Linked DNA regions of Zea mays: all the other regions are linked to region 1. A link is a contact called in public Hi-C data. All regions are on one chromosome and are shown on one strand. Each heading gives the region's core, a stretch centred on a gene start, on an enhancer-like site or on the middle of the called end of the contact. The rest is flanking DNA. Distances are from core to core; before and after follow the strand shown.

Region 1 (4,721 bases), core at 1,306-3,805:
AGGGAGGCATCGAGCCCTCGGACCTCGTCGACAGGGGACCGGGTCCGACAGATCACCCGCAGGTACTTTTGGGCGCGCCTCTGGGCCTCTAGCCGACCCCTAACAAATGGGGCACAGACGTCCGCTCGGATTACCCGCCAGCAGCTCACCAGAGACACCATGTTCGGCGCCCTCCGAGGGCAACATAGCGCTCTCCCCCCTCCTCCTTGCGGAAAGGCGACGCAAGGGCGTATGTAAAAAAGTCGAGTCTGTCCCTGACCGTCCTCTCGCCCTGTACAGAGGCTCGGGGGCTGCTCTCGCAAACCCGGCTCCGGCCAAACCGTTGACAGCGTCAACATACCAGCCCGAGAACTTGGGACCCGACCGTGCACCCGGGCTACGACCAGCTCGCATGAGGGGAACAACCAGACCAACCGAAGCATTGCGCGAGGCATTAAGACCTCGGAGGAGTCAAACCACTCCTCCGAGGCCTCGGAGGCTACACCCGGCGGGTGCGCTCGCGCGCACCCACCGGAATAAAACGCAACCGAGAAAGGCTGGTCCCCTTGCAAAAAAGTGCGACAAAAGCCTCCAAGCGAGTATTAACACTCCCTTCGAGGCTCGGGGGCTACTGTCGGGGACCATAATTAGGGGTACCCTCAAGGCTCCTAATTCTCAGCTGGTAACCCCCATCAGCACAAAGCTGCAAAGGCCTGATGGGTGCGACTAAGTCAGGGATCGGTCCATTCGAGAGACTCGATCACGCCTCGCCCGAGCCTAGCCTCGGGCAAGGGCAGCCGACCCCGGAGGATCTCCGTCTCGCCCGAGGCCCCCTCCGGCGACGAACATACTTCTGGCTCGCCCGAGGCCCAGTCTTCGCCAAGAAGCAACCCTGGCCGAATCGCCACGCCAACCGACCAAATCGCAGGGGCATTTAATGCAAAGGTGGCCTGACACCTTTATCCTGACGCGCGTCCTCCAGTCGACAGAGCCGAAGTGACCACAGTCACTTCGCCGCTCCACTGACCGACCTGACAGAAGGACAGCGCCGCCTGCGCCGCTCCGACTGCTGTGCCGCTCGACAGAGTGAGGCTGACAGGCAGTCAGGCCCGGCCTCAGGCACCATAGGAAACTCCGCTCCGCCCGACCCAGGGCTCGGACTTGGGCTCAGCCCCGGAAGACGGCGAACTCCGCTCCGCCCGACCCAGGGCTCGGACTCGGGCTCAGCCCCGGAAGACGGCGAACTCCGCTCCGCCCGACCTAGGGCTCGGACTTGGGCTCAGCCCCGGAAGACGGCGAACTCCGCTCCGCCCGACCCAGGGCTCGGACTTGGGCTTAGCCCCGGAAGACGGCGAACTCCGATCCGCCCGACCTAGGGCTCGGACTTGGGCTCAGCCCCAGAAGACGGCGAACTCCGCTCCGCCCGACCCAGGGCTCGGACTCGGGCTCAGCCCCAGAAGACGACGAACTCCGCTTCGCCCGACCCTAGGGCTCGGACTCAGCCCTGGCCTCAGCCGACGGTATCCGCCTCGCCCGACCCAGGGGCTCGGACTCGACCTCGGCCACGGAAGACAGACTCGACCTCGACCTCGGAGGAGCCTCCACATCGCCCAACCTAGGGCGCGGACCGACCACGTCAACAGGAGGCGCCATCATTACCCTACCCCAAGCTGACTCAGGCTACGGGGAACAAGACCGGTGTCTCATCTGGCTCGCTCCGCCAGACAAGTAATGATGGCACCCCGCACGCTCTCTGACGACGGTGGCTCTCAACCCCCTTACGGAAGCAAGAGGACGTCAGCAAGGACTCAACAGCCCCGACAGCTGTCCTTCCGCCAGGCTCCAGCGCTCCTCCGACGGCCACGACACCACACGAACCGGGTGCTAAAACCTCTCCGGCTGCCATGATGGCATGTACTTAGGGCGTTAGCTCTCATCCGCTAGACACATTAGCACTCTGCTACACCCCAATTGTACACCTGGATCCTCTCCTTACGTCTATAAAAGGAAGGACCAGGGCCCTCTTAGAGAGGGTTGGCCGCGCGGGGAAGAGGACGGGACTGGCGCTCGCGTGAGGCCGCTCGCTCCCTCCCGCGTGGAACGCTTGTAACCCCCTACTGCAAGCGCACCCGACTTGAGCGCGGGACGAACACGAAGGCCGCAGGATTTCCACCTCTCTCACGCTTTCTTCCCCCCTTCGCGCTCGGCCTCGCGCCGACCCATCTGGGCTGGGGCACGCGGCGACATTCTCACTCGTCGGCCCAGGGACCCCCGGTCTCGAAACGCCGACAAGATTCAACTCTATGCAACAGTCGCATGTGTACGAAAGACAAATAAAAAATGAAATAATACATGGTAGTTGATATAGAGTTAAGATATGAAGTAAATATGATCGTGGAGGATTATGTTACAAATTTAAAAAGTTTGATAATAAGAATATAATATTTTTTAGAGTAGAAATTTAGAGTTGCATAAGGCCTAGTTTGAATACTTTGGGATTAGAGTGTTTTGGAGGGATTGGAAAGGGTGTAAATCTCTAATAGATCAAATACTCTCAATACATCTCAATCCACTTCAATCCCACTCATTACTAGAGTACCCAAACTAGGCCCAAACTAGACCTATGTGGGATAGCGAGTTCAATCTCGACGGCTTCCCTGCCTTCCACTACACTCGCAGAGTCGCAGGCAGTCACTTTGCGGCGAGACGCTTGTGTCGCTCCTTTCCACCCTCAGTCTCAGTCCTCTCATGATCTCATTCCCCAATCGGCGACATTTCCAGCAATTTGGTAGTTTCCCACGCAGGCTGCGCGCAAGCAACCATCCCACCCCTCTTCCGCGGCAGTCCACTGCCTCCCGGAAAATCCCACCTCGCTCCGATCCAACCCGTCCCCGCAACCAGCGCAGCCGCCGCGACGGGGTCCGACTCCCGGCCGATCTCCCGCCTCCACCAGCGCCACGGTGAGTGGCCGCCCCTCCCGATCGGTTCCTTCGATCGGGCCGCATCTTCCCTACCCTTCCCTCACTCTCTCCATTCATCCTGGAATCCGTTAGTGATGCATTCGGGTTCAGAGCTGCTGCGGTCGCAGAGATTATATGGTGCTAGGATACACTGATTACGCTGTAGGGTTTGTTTCGTGAGTAGCTCTGATCTCACGGAATGGTTTGACCGGAAATGAATGCAGCGAAATCAGTTGCTAGGCCTCGTAGGGTATCTGAAATCTGAACATGATGGTTTTAGATGTCAGGCTTTCATATACACTTATATGAACACTTACATGACGAGTTCTATTTAGAATTGGTGATGTAGATGAATTGTCCCGCAACCTTGTTGAATCTTCTAAAGCATCTACTATGTATTTTTCTATACAGACACGTTTGAAGTGTTGTTGATGAGACAGAATGCATATTCTAGATGCAGTTTGTTTTTTATAGTTGGCGTTTTTAGATGAAATGTTAATTTACTTTACATACTTGAAATAGGTCTTTTTACTGTATTAACAAGCAAGAACCAGATTAGGTGCAGGGGGCTGCATTTCCCTCTGGCCATTCCCTAAAAAGGAACAAGCGAGGTTGTTCCTTGTTCGCAATCCAGACATCTGGATTTCAGATGGGGCAACTGATGTATAGCAGCCATGCTCAAAATGGTCAGTAGTATGTTGCATCATTTGTTGGGTTGAATGTCCCCAATCTGTATGACATTAGAATTGAGGTTTTCATATGGTTTGAAGTTTATATATGAGGTGGATGATTATTCTATTTTAAGAACCTGTTTGCTTTGTGGAGGATTGGTAATTCTACTGGCAGTATTTGAATGGCCTTTATCAAACTTATGATCTAGTTCCGTTCTGATGATTGTATTGTGCAATTATGGGCACATTTGGTTCTTCACCTATTCTTGCTGGGCAAGGATTTGATCTTCTCCTGCTGTGTTTGGATGTTTGGCTAGGATTGCCAGCATTTCCCCTTGCTACCTGACACCCGCAGAGAGCTAAAATAGCTCTCCTGGCTAAGCAAGCTTCCCGGGGCATGTGCCGATAAGGTGAAACAATCTTGTCTGGGAACTAGCTGTATATTTATATCGAAGGGATTATAAGTATTATTGCTTTTGCGCAAGGCCATGCGTGCTATAATCTCTGTTAGCAGATCAGATTCTCTGCCGTCAACTTGGGCTCCGAATCAGCTATATATGGCTACCTAGCCCCTGATTGATCCTGATTGAGTCTGATTGATAGCTATAAGGATAGCTAGAGATATGAGGGGATCCCGATTGGCTCCATCACTATAGATAGGGATATGAGGAGATCTGATTTGTTTTGTTTCTATAAACCACACAAATCTCCTCCCTACATATATTTAACCTCAGCTCTCTCATCTATTTATCAAATATACATCAGTTCATCTGCTTTCATGGTATCACGAGTCTAGGTTTCACCCTGCTCACTTCCGCTGTCTAGCGCGCCTCATGGTGCTGCTTCAACTCCCTCTCAGCGCGCCTCCAGTGCTGCTCCCGTGGCTGCTGCATCCTGCGCGCTGCTCATGGCTGGAGACCATTCTCCCCTAGCCCCTCCTCTTGCGGCTGATGCCCACCCTGGCGCGCTCGCTGCTGCCGAGGCAGAGCACGCCCAACAGGAAAAGGCTTCCGGCCTCCACGCCCGCGATCTCGCCCTTGCGCGCGCTCGTGAGGCTGAACGTGAGGCTCAAGGGGATCTCTCCATCACCGACTACTGCCACAAGCTCAAG
Region 2 (4,721 bases), core at 1,566-4,065, 240 kb before region 1:
TGGTCCAATATAACCATATTCTTTCGTGTACGTATGAAAAGCATCGCCGCCATGGCCATATCTCATTCCTGCCACGCGCGGGGCCACGGACCGATCGAGATATCTGCTTGCCCCTGTCGTCGTCGATCTTGTGGTACACTATCTTCTTTTATACGGAAATACCGTCTAGAAAGAAGCGAGGAAAACGATGCGAGGTTGCGAACACAAAGAATTTTAAACAATCTCTCAATTAATCTTTGGTTGCAGTCGCAGTGCTGATACTGCTACTCATACACAGAGTTCATGGGTAGTACACCAATACACATGGGATCGACGTTTTCGTTCACGTCACGATGCGCGGGGGCCATTGCTTCGAGCGAGAGGCCGCACCACCGGTGGGTCAGTCTCGGCGCGGCGGCGCGTGCCTGGCGGAGACGGAGACGGCGGTGGACATGACGAGCATGTGGCTCAGCGTTCCGACCCACCGCTTGTACACCCCGTAGTCGTCCGCGCGGAGCTCCACCTTGCCCTTGTCCGTGGAGACCTCCACCGCGTATGTCGCGCCCTCGTCGTGGCTCGGCTTCTCCGGGCCGCACGCCCGCACGTCGCGGACCACACCTGCGGGCGCGTGAGTGAGCAGGTGGCCGTTTGGTCAGTTGGATCCGTCCGAGAAGAAAACAAGAGGAGACATGCAACGAGCCAACGAGACGACCGCGCCGGTTTGCTAACTTTCTTTTGCGTGGGAGAAGGGGGCCATGACGACGAGGCTCGTCTTCTTGATCCGCAGCACGATCTCGCCGCGCTTGTTCGACGCCGCCGACACCGTGTGGAGCTTCCACTTCCCTGCAGGGCGGCGTGCCAACAGAGAGAACCGTTCAGTTTCGCGTGCATGCAAAGCGACGTGGTGCATCGCGGCGTCACTCACCGTCCGGCATCGCGACGAGCATCTCGTCGCCCTTGGCCAGCGCCGCCCTGGACCTCGCGTGGTTCAAGTCGAAGTCGAGGTCGTCCCGCGACAGCGCCGGCCCCGCGTGCTCCGCCCTCTCGTTCTGCCCGTGCCCGCAGCTGCGCCGTCCCCTCAGCGTCGCGGCGCCACGCAGCGCTGTGGCACACACGACATGCCAGTGCTAGACAGTCGTCAGATGATCACGCTGAGAGTTCCGGGAAAAGCGAGAGAGCGAGACACGTACAGGTGGCCGCGGCCGCGGTGAGCGTGATGACGCTGCCGGCGTCCGTGGAGGCCCTGGCGGCGTCGACGGCCGCCGCGACCTGGCCGCGCGAGGCACCCGCGGCCTCGGCCGCCTTGGCGCACTGCGCCGCGACGAGCGCGGCCGCGGACGCCACCGCCGTCTCCCTCGTCCCGGGCGCGCGGCGCGGCGCGGCGGCAGCGTTCTCCGCGGCGACGGCGGCCAGCGCGGCCGCGACGCCGGCCACGGACACGGCCGCGTGGACCTCGGCCCGCTGCAGGCGCGCCTCCTCCTTGCGCCTCTGCTTCCGCTCCTTGACCCATTTCTTGAGCGAGGTCCCGTTCCACGCAGCCATCTTGCGCGGGAGCTGCACGCCAAGTGCAGAAGATAGTAACAAGAATATCTCACGATTTCCTCGGTCCCAGTTCAAGCATATCTCCCCAGTTAATGTTTCTTAATAAGGTTTTCAAAAGAGGTGATTGGAAACAAAGATACGGGGCACACAGCTGATGCTGGTCAGGAGGATGCAACTGAAATCGTTATCTTTCCCAGAACATGCCAATCAAAATCAATTGGATACAGGACATGGAGATGATCTGGATGGTTTTAGATGAGAGCATGTAAATCATCTCTGCAGCTCGAGATTTTTTGCAGCGCGTTTGTCAGGGAATCATGCATGTTTTGTAATACGCCTCCTTTCACTCACCCATTTCTTCTTGAGGCAGAGATCGTAGTCCAGTTCGGGATGAATTGCCTTCTGCAGCCATAGCCACGACTGGAAAAAGGAACAGCGCTATAGTCAGGTAAAAACTCGAGTGAAGGCTACAAAGAGTTTGGGCATGAATATTTGAACATCCTACTCTACTCTCGCACGAACTGCGTGCGTACCTTCAGATCATCATATTTCCACTGGGCCGTGCTGAAACCGCTGCTGTCAGCCACCAAGCTACGACTACGACCACTCTTCTGCAAACCACGGGGATGATAGAGATAGGTTGGCACACAACACGACATAGGACATACCATACCATTAGCTACGGTTCTGAATCTGCACTTACCGCCAACACGTCGCTCCTGCCGCTGCCAAGCGCCATGACCGGGTGCTCCACCAGCGCCATGGAGCACTCGTCCTTGGGTCCCGCGTGAAGCACTCGGATAGCTGCCGAGCTGCACCACGCGCTGGAGAGCAGGTCCGTCGGCTCTGGACCCGGCTCTTCATACACAATCAGGCCTCTCTCGAGGTCTGCTTCCATGGCTACGGCAGGGCAGAAGCCAAGCTAGTTCCCTTAATTAGAAGCAACTCGGGTCAGAGATTTATATACATTATACAGTGGACGCCACTCTTGGTAGCTGTGCAGTGTGGTGCAGCCCTTCTGGTGTTTCTGATGCACAGCCTGCAGCCGCAAAGAATGTCGTAGTATAGGAGCACCAGATCCATGATCGAATCACCCCAACCACCAGAGCCAACTTTTAGCTGTAAAACCCTGAGACAGCGCAGGTGTCACTGGGAAAGGCAGCGCGTAAAAAACTACAAGTACTCAGATAAACAAGCGTATTAGTACACCTTCTGGCGAGAGGGGAAGGATCGGAGTGGACTAGATCATGAGCTTCGAGTATGCTTTAGGTGCACACACACAAAGAAGTCGGAATCGAAATGGGCACCACCTGTGGTAGCCTTGGCCATAGAAAACTGGCGGCATGATAACCGTCCTAGAATCTGAGCACACACTTTTCCGGTGCCGGATTTTATATTGCCGTCGCCAAAAAAAAACGCTAATGCAAAGAGGAGATGCTTAGCGGTTCGACGCAATGATCTAATAAGTGTACTTTATTGTAAATCAAACCGAGTAAAAAGGCGAGGAGAACATGAGGTGTTGGGCTGCCACTTGTGCAATGGGAAAAAAAGAAGCAGAAAAGAATGCTCCGGAAACTACCATAGGCCATAGCACCAGGCAGGGTGTCCCGTGCTCCCAAATAAAATCAATGATGTAAAATGTTAGGCCTCGATAGGTTCACCTACCGTGTGTTTGGTTGGGCGTATGTTGGAAGGCTGGCTCGCTGCATGCGTTGACTAGACCTCCGCGCGTGTTAGGTTGCCCGCATACAAATATTTAGACCTGCATGCACCGGTGCATCTCAGTCTTTGCGGGAGCTTTTTACCTGCATTGGTGGATACGCATGGAAGTGACGTATGTGCTGGGCCAAGCTCGCGCAAGCCCGGCTGCACGTACCCAGGCATCCAATCACCGCCCTAACATATGATTGGATGCATGCGCGGGCGCATGCAGGCTCGCCCAATCATGTCGTGCGGGATACGGCCGATTCCTATGTATCTGTTGATGCAATGAAATAAGCTTAGACTGTACCAGTGCATGCGCACCTAGCTTCCTAGAGGCAGCGAACCAAACATGCGCTTAACTGTAGTCAATGCATGTGAGGAGTCTAGCTCTGCTGATGCAGCCAACCAAACACATAGCTACTGAACCTCGGCCATCCACTGCTGCCTAAACAGCATTCCTACTGAAGCTTCTTAAGCCTTGTTTATTCTTGTATATATCATGTGTCAGGCCTCGATCTAACCAGTCTGCCAATCATTCACCTTTTTGAAAATTTTGCTAGATATGTAGAACTCTAGATTATGTTTATCACGCCCCCTTTTTGGGTGTAAAGTAGGGCTGCGGATTCTTGAAGGCTCTCGCGGGGAATTTTCAGGGAGGGGGAGCTGAAATCATGTTAGTTTGGCGGCGTGCAGTTCTTGCCACTGCTTTTCTTATTAGCCTTTGAGAAAAGGAAAATAGAATGTCAATTCCTTGGGCACTATGGTTGCTGGAGACATTCTTGTTCAAGGGGCCCATGCCCATTAGGTAACTCAGCTAAAACTTCAGGTTTTTTGAGCCTCATGACAAGATATCCATTGGAACGAGATGAGGAACAAATTCCTGACCTACATTGTAACTCTTAACATCAACAAGATGGGCTAAGAAATATGCTCGTTGAGCTAGAAGGCCAATGAGCTACTGAATCACTATCGTTGTTTTCTTTGATGGAACCCCAGATGACAAAGCAGTCCGCTTCTTTTACCAGGCAACGGGCATCACCTTGATGCCCACCCAGATCGTTGTAAGCCTTCGGTTTTGCCAGGACACTTTTGACCTTTGTGAAGGCGCAATTGGTCGAGGCACCCTCTTGTTTCAGGCGTCATTAGTACGTCCTCAATAAGGATTATACGAGAGTTTCATATGCATGATAGAGTATAGATGAAGAGAGATGTTTAAAGTTTTATGAAAATAAGAAAAAAATTATTTAGTATTTACACTATTTCTAAATCATGTGGGTACTGGAAGCTGAGACATAAAAATCTAACAAGAAGAAAGTGGCGCGCAGTCATGAAGCCTGTGCTATTTCATTATATATTGACCGTTGGAGTTTATTTACTTAATAATAAATTTCTAAAACATGTGGATAATATTTGTGGACTAGAGGGCACGCCACCAGTCCACCACCTCACACAAAATCCATCTTATGTAATCCAATGGGGAATGGATGTACTCAACA
Region 3 (4,721 bases), core at 1,492-3,991, 170 kb before region 1:
AAAAAGGTTCGCAAAAGACATGAATATAAAAATGTAGATGGCTCCAGAGGTCAAATAGTGAACAACAAAACAACAATACTGGTCAACTTGACAACTCCATAACATCGTAGATTCATCATGCACCGTCATAAAAGACATAAATTTTGCTAGACTAAAGTTCAGATAGGGTAGTGACAAAGTCACAAGCATTAAATCATCAACACTTTTGCGGTTTTGGAGATTCAAGTGACATACATGATCAATAGGACCGCTATATATCATATGCATCCTCAATTCCACCAATATAGATGCATTGTCAAGTGAGAGTACTCTGTGAGTGAGAGTGCCATATTCCAGTGCTTATTGAAGAATTAGGCAACCATAATACTACTACCATATCGTTTCACTGCATTTGTCTCCATCCACCATCTTTCTCCCTCACAGACCGCAGACTATCGGATGTGAAGGAGAGCGAGGGCGACCACTGACCAATCATGTATTCGTGTTAGAGCTGGAGCCTGTCAGAGGTGAATGAGATGGATGCCACATATAGAGGAGGATGAAGATACGAGTGATGAAATAAACAAGACTACCCAAGCCAAATAGTCCGGTACGGTGTCGTATAAAAAGCTGAAATAGTCTGGCTCACCTTATCTAGAAACGCGTATTTTGTTTAGGCGTAAAGGGGCAGAACAGAATCGCTGTCCTGGTTGCTTCTTGCCTGGAGGCTTACAACATCCCAATTTACGGAAAAACATCCCAATTGACTCATCACATCTCTCTGTCCAGTGACAGCTGAGAGTGCATATATAGAAATAGAACACTCAAGAAAGACCATCTTGTTTAAGTAATTACTAAGAATAAAAAGATGCAGATTAGCAGCTCGTAGTGATGATAGTAATATACATAGGAATTGAAAAGGAGGGAGGAAGTCCTTGCTTGTAATGGCTTCCGTTAATCATACAGGCAATCAATAAGAGCTTTGCATGCAATGCATGCAGCAAAAATTACAGCCCCAGAGCACGAGGCTAACTAGTGTACATGTCGGCGTTGCAATTGCATAGATCAATATGTGGGCACGACGCCGTAGTCCGCATCGGCTCCGCCGGGGGCCATGAGCGCAGCCACGGCGGCAGCGGCGGAGGAGTACATCTCCTCGTGCTCCTCCAGCGTGTCCTCCCCAGCCCCGGGCGTGCGCTTGGCGAACCGGCCCTTGATGCGCGGCCGCGTCTCCGCGTACGCCTTGCGGGACGCGTACCGGATCGTCTTCTCGAACCGCCTGCTCTTGCGCTTCTCCCGGTACCGCATCAGCCGCGCCTCTCGCTCCAGGCCCCTGCTGACCACTGCCACCATGGGCGCCATGCCAGACGCCGCGTCGGGCACAACCGCTGCCTCCGACGATGACACCTGCAATCGTATCCGTGTCTTTATTTTCAGAACACTGAGAGTGAGATATAGGACGTCACGTCATGGCTTAACTTCAACTTCAAGTAAGTAGTGCTGGGACGTGCGTAGATAGAATGATAGATAAATAGATAGTGCCCAGATCAGAGATGCTAGCTCACACTGTGGTTCACGGAGTGATCGGAGTAGAAGAGCTTGGTGCCGGCGAGGTCGAGCTCTGGTGACCCGCTCTGCTGGACGCCGATGGTCTTGATTTCGTCCATGGAACGCGCGAAGTCGAGGTCGAGGTACGGGTCAGAGTCCGCGAAGAACACCTCCGTCGTGGCGCCTTCTTTCTGCCCGTGGTCGGGCTCGGGGAGGAGCCACGACGCCGCCTCGTCCTCGTTGCTCCCGTCGTCGTCGGTTGCTTTGGGCGGCGCCGCCGAGGCGAAGGGCTTGGGCGCGTCGGCCAGCGCGCCGAAGAAGGGCGCCACGTGGAGGCGCTCGTGGCGGCGCGCGAGCGGGTTCGCCGAGTGGATGTCGGCGTCGCAGGAGGCGCAGAGCGCGGCAGCGTCCGCGCGGCACGTGACCGCCGCCGGCGCGTGCTCGCAGACCTCGCAGAGCCAGACCCGCGCGTGGCGCGACCCGGCGCCGTGCGCCCGCGCGTCGCACCCGGCGCACAGGAACGCCGCGTCCGCGCGGCAGTAGAGGCGCGCCGCCTCGGCGCCGCACGCGTCGCAGGGCCGCGCGCCCAGGCCCCAGTAAGCAGGGGCCCCGCCCGCCGACTTCTCGTCACCCTCCATCGCGCACGGCGCAAGCTCGCTCGCTCGGCAATTCCTAGTAGTGGCTGTCGGGACGAAGCGATTCTCAGCCAAGCTTTCCCACTCTGCTCAGGATTTGAGCTGTGGCCGTGTGGGGCGGCCTGGGCGGGTCTTCGGCGCGAACGAGCGACGTGGAGGACCGACTGACCACGGAAGTCGCCGTCCCGGCTCCCGGGTCAATTTGTTCGCCCGTGCCTGTGCCTGTGCCCGTGCGCCTCCTCACCTCATCGGGTTGCGTCCCGGGCCCGTGTCGTGCGCAGTTAAAACGCTGCAGCGGCCGGACGTCCGTGCCGTGCGCGCGCGGTGAATCAAGCCTCGACGATTCCACAGCAGTGGCGTCGCGATCGCGGCGGAAGGCTGTGACGAGCTCGTCGCTGTCGCTGGCGGCCGTCGTGACATGGCAAGTGGGTGGGATGCGACGGGGACAGAGGGGCCGCGGCAGCGCCCGAGTTGTCGGGCGATTCGCGCCGTGCGGGCCACACCGGCGACAGTTGGCACCGAGCCGTTGGCCCCCGCGATCTCGCTCTTATCTACTAATAAAAAATGGATGCTCTCCGGCCATGCTAAAAATGGACGCTCTCCGCCGGGCGCCGGCCATGCCAGCGACCCGGGCTGTTCTTGAAAAATGGACTCACGGAGGCACAAAGCTTATCGAGAAGGGCGTGCAGCCTGAATGATGACGGTCGTGAGCCGGTTGATGAGTCTCGAGATGATGTTTGCCATCTCATCCAGGGCTTCCGTCCTCTAGGATCTAGGCTCTAGGTCGTGGTTTCCCGGACGGTGTGACGCTAGGCGGGCTCGACCTGAACAGAACACGTAGCAAGTTTTAACATGAACGCGAATGCAAAACTCATTTTTACATCATTTTTCGTTGCGGCTATACCAACTCCAGCCTGAATTTTCAAATGTCATTCGAGCGCTTTAAGATTCCACAATAGACGCAGCGCAGCGCCTCCGCTTGCTATTGAGCTGGTGGCAATACGACGACATGGGCAAAGAAGTTGTACTCCCTCCTATTTTTATATTTAACGTGCTTATATTTTTATTTTAGTTACTAAATTACCAAATACATAAATTAAACCTGTGGTCCATCATCATCGTGTGTCGTTAAGTGACGTGGGTTGTTACCTCTTAGATGGACCACGAGAAAACACATACGGCCAACACGACACGAAGCCACAATCTGCACATCACTTCTAGATAATACCACCTCGCTATTTAAAATAAAAATGGTTAAATTTCTTTTTCAACTTATATCTTTCTCGATCTTCTAGCTAAGATAAAGTATAGCATCTAAAATTAAATATCAGATGTATGGGTCATATGTTCACTTTAACTTTAATTTTTTGTGAGAAGGTCCACTTTATTTGTAAATCTATTTTATGAAAAAGTCCATCACACTATTTTATCAATGGGCCCTTGGTGAGAGTTGGTCGGCCTGTCCGTCTCACAGAGTTGCTCGGCCTTATTCCTTGATGGGCCGCCATAAGTTCTAGGCCTACTTTGGGTACCTCGTTTTGGAGACCCGTCATATTTATTTCTTCACTTTCTTGTAATCGTGGGATATAACAACTTATGAGCAATATGCTTGATGATATTGCTCTTTATGTAACCTATATGCATTTGTGTACCACAAGCAAAACTATCTTCGTGTATAGTCGCAGATGATTATACTGAACCAATACCACATGACTATTGTAGATGGTTAATCATTTTGCGAAGCCATGCACATGGTGTCTTGTAGAGTGTAACAATTTTAAAATGATTAGTGGAGACCGTAGTCAGAATATATTTAAGAGACTTTCATGAAATAGTTGTACCACCATGTAAGAGTGCAAATCTCATTGGGATATGGACATATGGTATTATGGGGATCACAAAAGTAGCCAACATCAACATTCCATTCATATCAGGATCATGTTTTTCTTAAAAAAATAAACCAAGATCCTTTGTGTTATTAACAAATCTGAAGAGATGTTTCGCTCCCATACAATGACTGTGAGTTGGACCAACACTATAAGTCTGTTTGGATCAGCTTTTCCGAAGAGCTTTTCTGAGAAGCTAGTTGTGGAGGGAAGCTGACTGCGGAGAAAAGTTGGCTGCTAAGAATCTAGGTGTTTGGTAACCTATATGTTGAAAAAATTTGTCGACTGTATACTTCAAACGAACATGTAAATCCAAACATGTTGCCTTGGTTTGTGTACAAATTGTTTAGAAAATAAAAGTACAAACACGTTATGCGCCCCGCTTAATCAGAGGGAATGGAGGGCCGAACAAATCATAAGGGCCATTGCTTCAATTGAAAGGAATTGAGGATCCAAGGAGAAGAAATGCACCCGCTTCTCTCAGCAGACGCGAGCCACTCATTGGTCGTGTGTATTATGAGCTTCTACTGTAAGCGCTTTTAGATGAGCTGTCCAATAATCTGATTTGCGTTGGTTGTGTCTAAATCCTTAATCTTTTACTAGATGAGTGCATGTGCGTTGCAACGGAAGTATATAATACCACGATAAATGTGTGTTATATTGTTAGAAGATA

Evidence for each region. A called contact is a pair of places that touch in the nucleus more often than the background predicts.
Region 2: a contact with region 1 is called in a Hi-C map of leaf, with 4 times the contacts expected there. The contact joins the promoter of LOC103648545 here to the promoter of LOC103646271 in region 1. A contact is called at or near these places in 9 of 25 Hi-C or Micro-C datasets (bundle sheath, ear, endosperm and 4 more) and 1 of 3 datasets of contacts at active chromatin or transcription factors (leaf).
Region 3: a Hi-C map of leaf shows a contact between it and region 1, with 1.9 times the contacts expected there. The contact joins the promoter of LOC103646270 here to the promoter of LOC103646271 in region 1. A contact is called at or near these places in 4 of 25 Hi-C or Micro-C datasets (ear and leaf).

What each region holds. Positions count from the first base shown.
Region 1 is chr2:34,297,721-34,302,441 of Zm-B73-REFERENCE-NAM-5.0, forward strand. LOC103646271 (mitochondrial proton/calcium exchanger protein) reads left to right here and starts at 2,556. Exons shown (of 15, transcript XM_008670998.2): 1 at 2,556-2,939.
Region 2 is chr2:34,058,602-34,063,322 of Zm-B73-REFERENCE-NAM-5.0, forward strand. It overlaps LOC103648545 (VAN3-binding protein), which reads right to left and starts at 2,816. Exons shown (of 8, transcript XM_008672995.3): 1 at 2,731-2,816; 2 at 2,225-2,650; 3 at 2,055-2,132; 4 at 1,873-1,941; 5 at 1,170-1,533; 6 at 905-1,081; 7 at 709-822; 8 at 209-597. The coding sequence starts at 2,419. The coding sequence ends at 380.
Region 3 is chr2:34,131,972-34,136,692 of Zm-B73-REFERENCE-NAM-5.0, forward strand. LOC103646270 (zinc finger protein CONSTANS-LIKE 3) reads right to left here and starts at 2,742. Exons shown (of 2, transcript XM_008670997.3): 1 at 1,545-2,742; 2 at 804-1,386. The coding sequence starts at 2,165. The coding sequence ends at 1,045.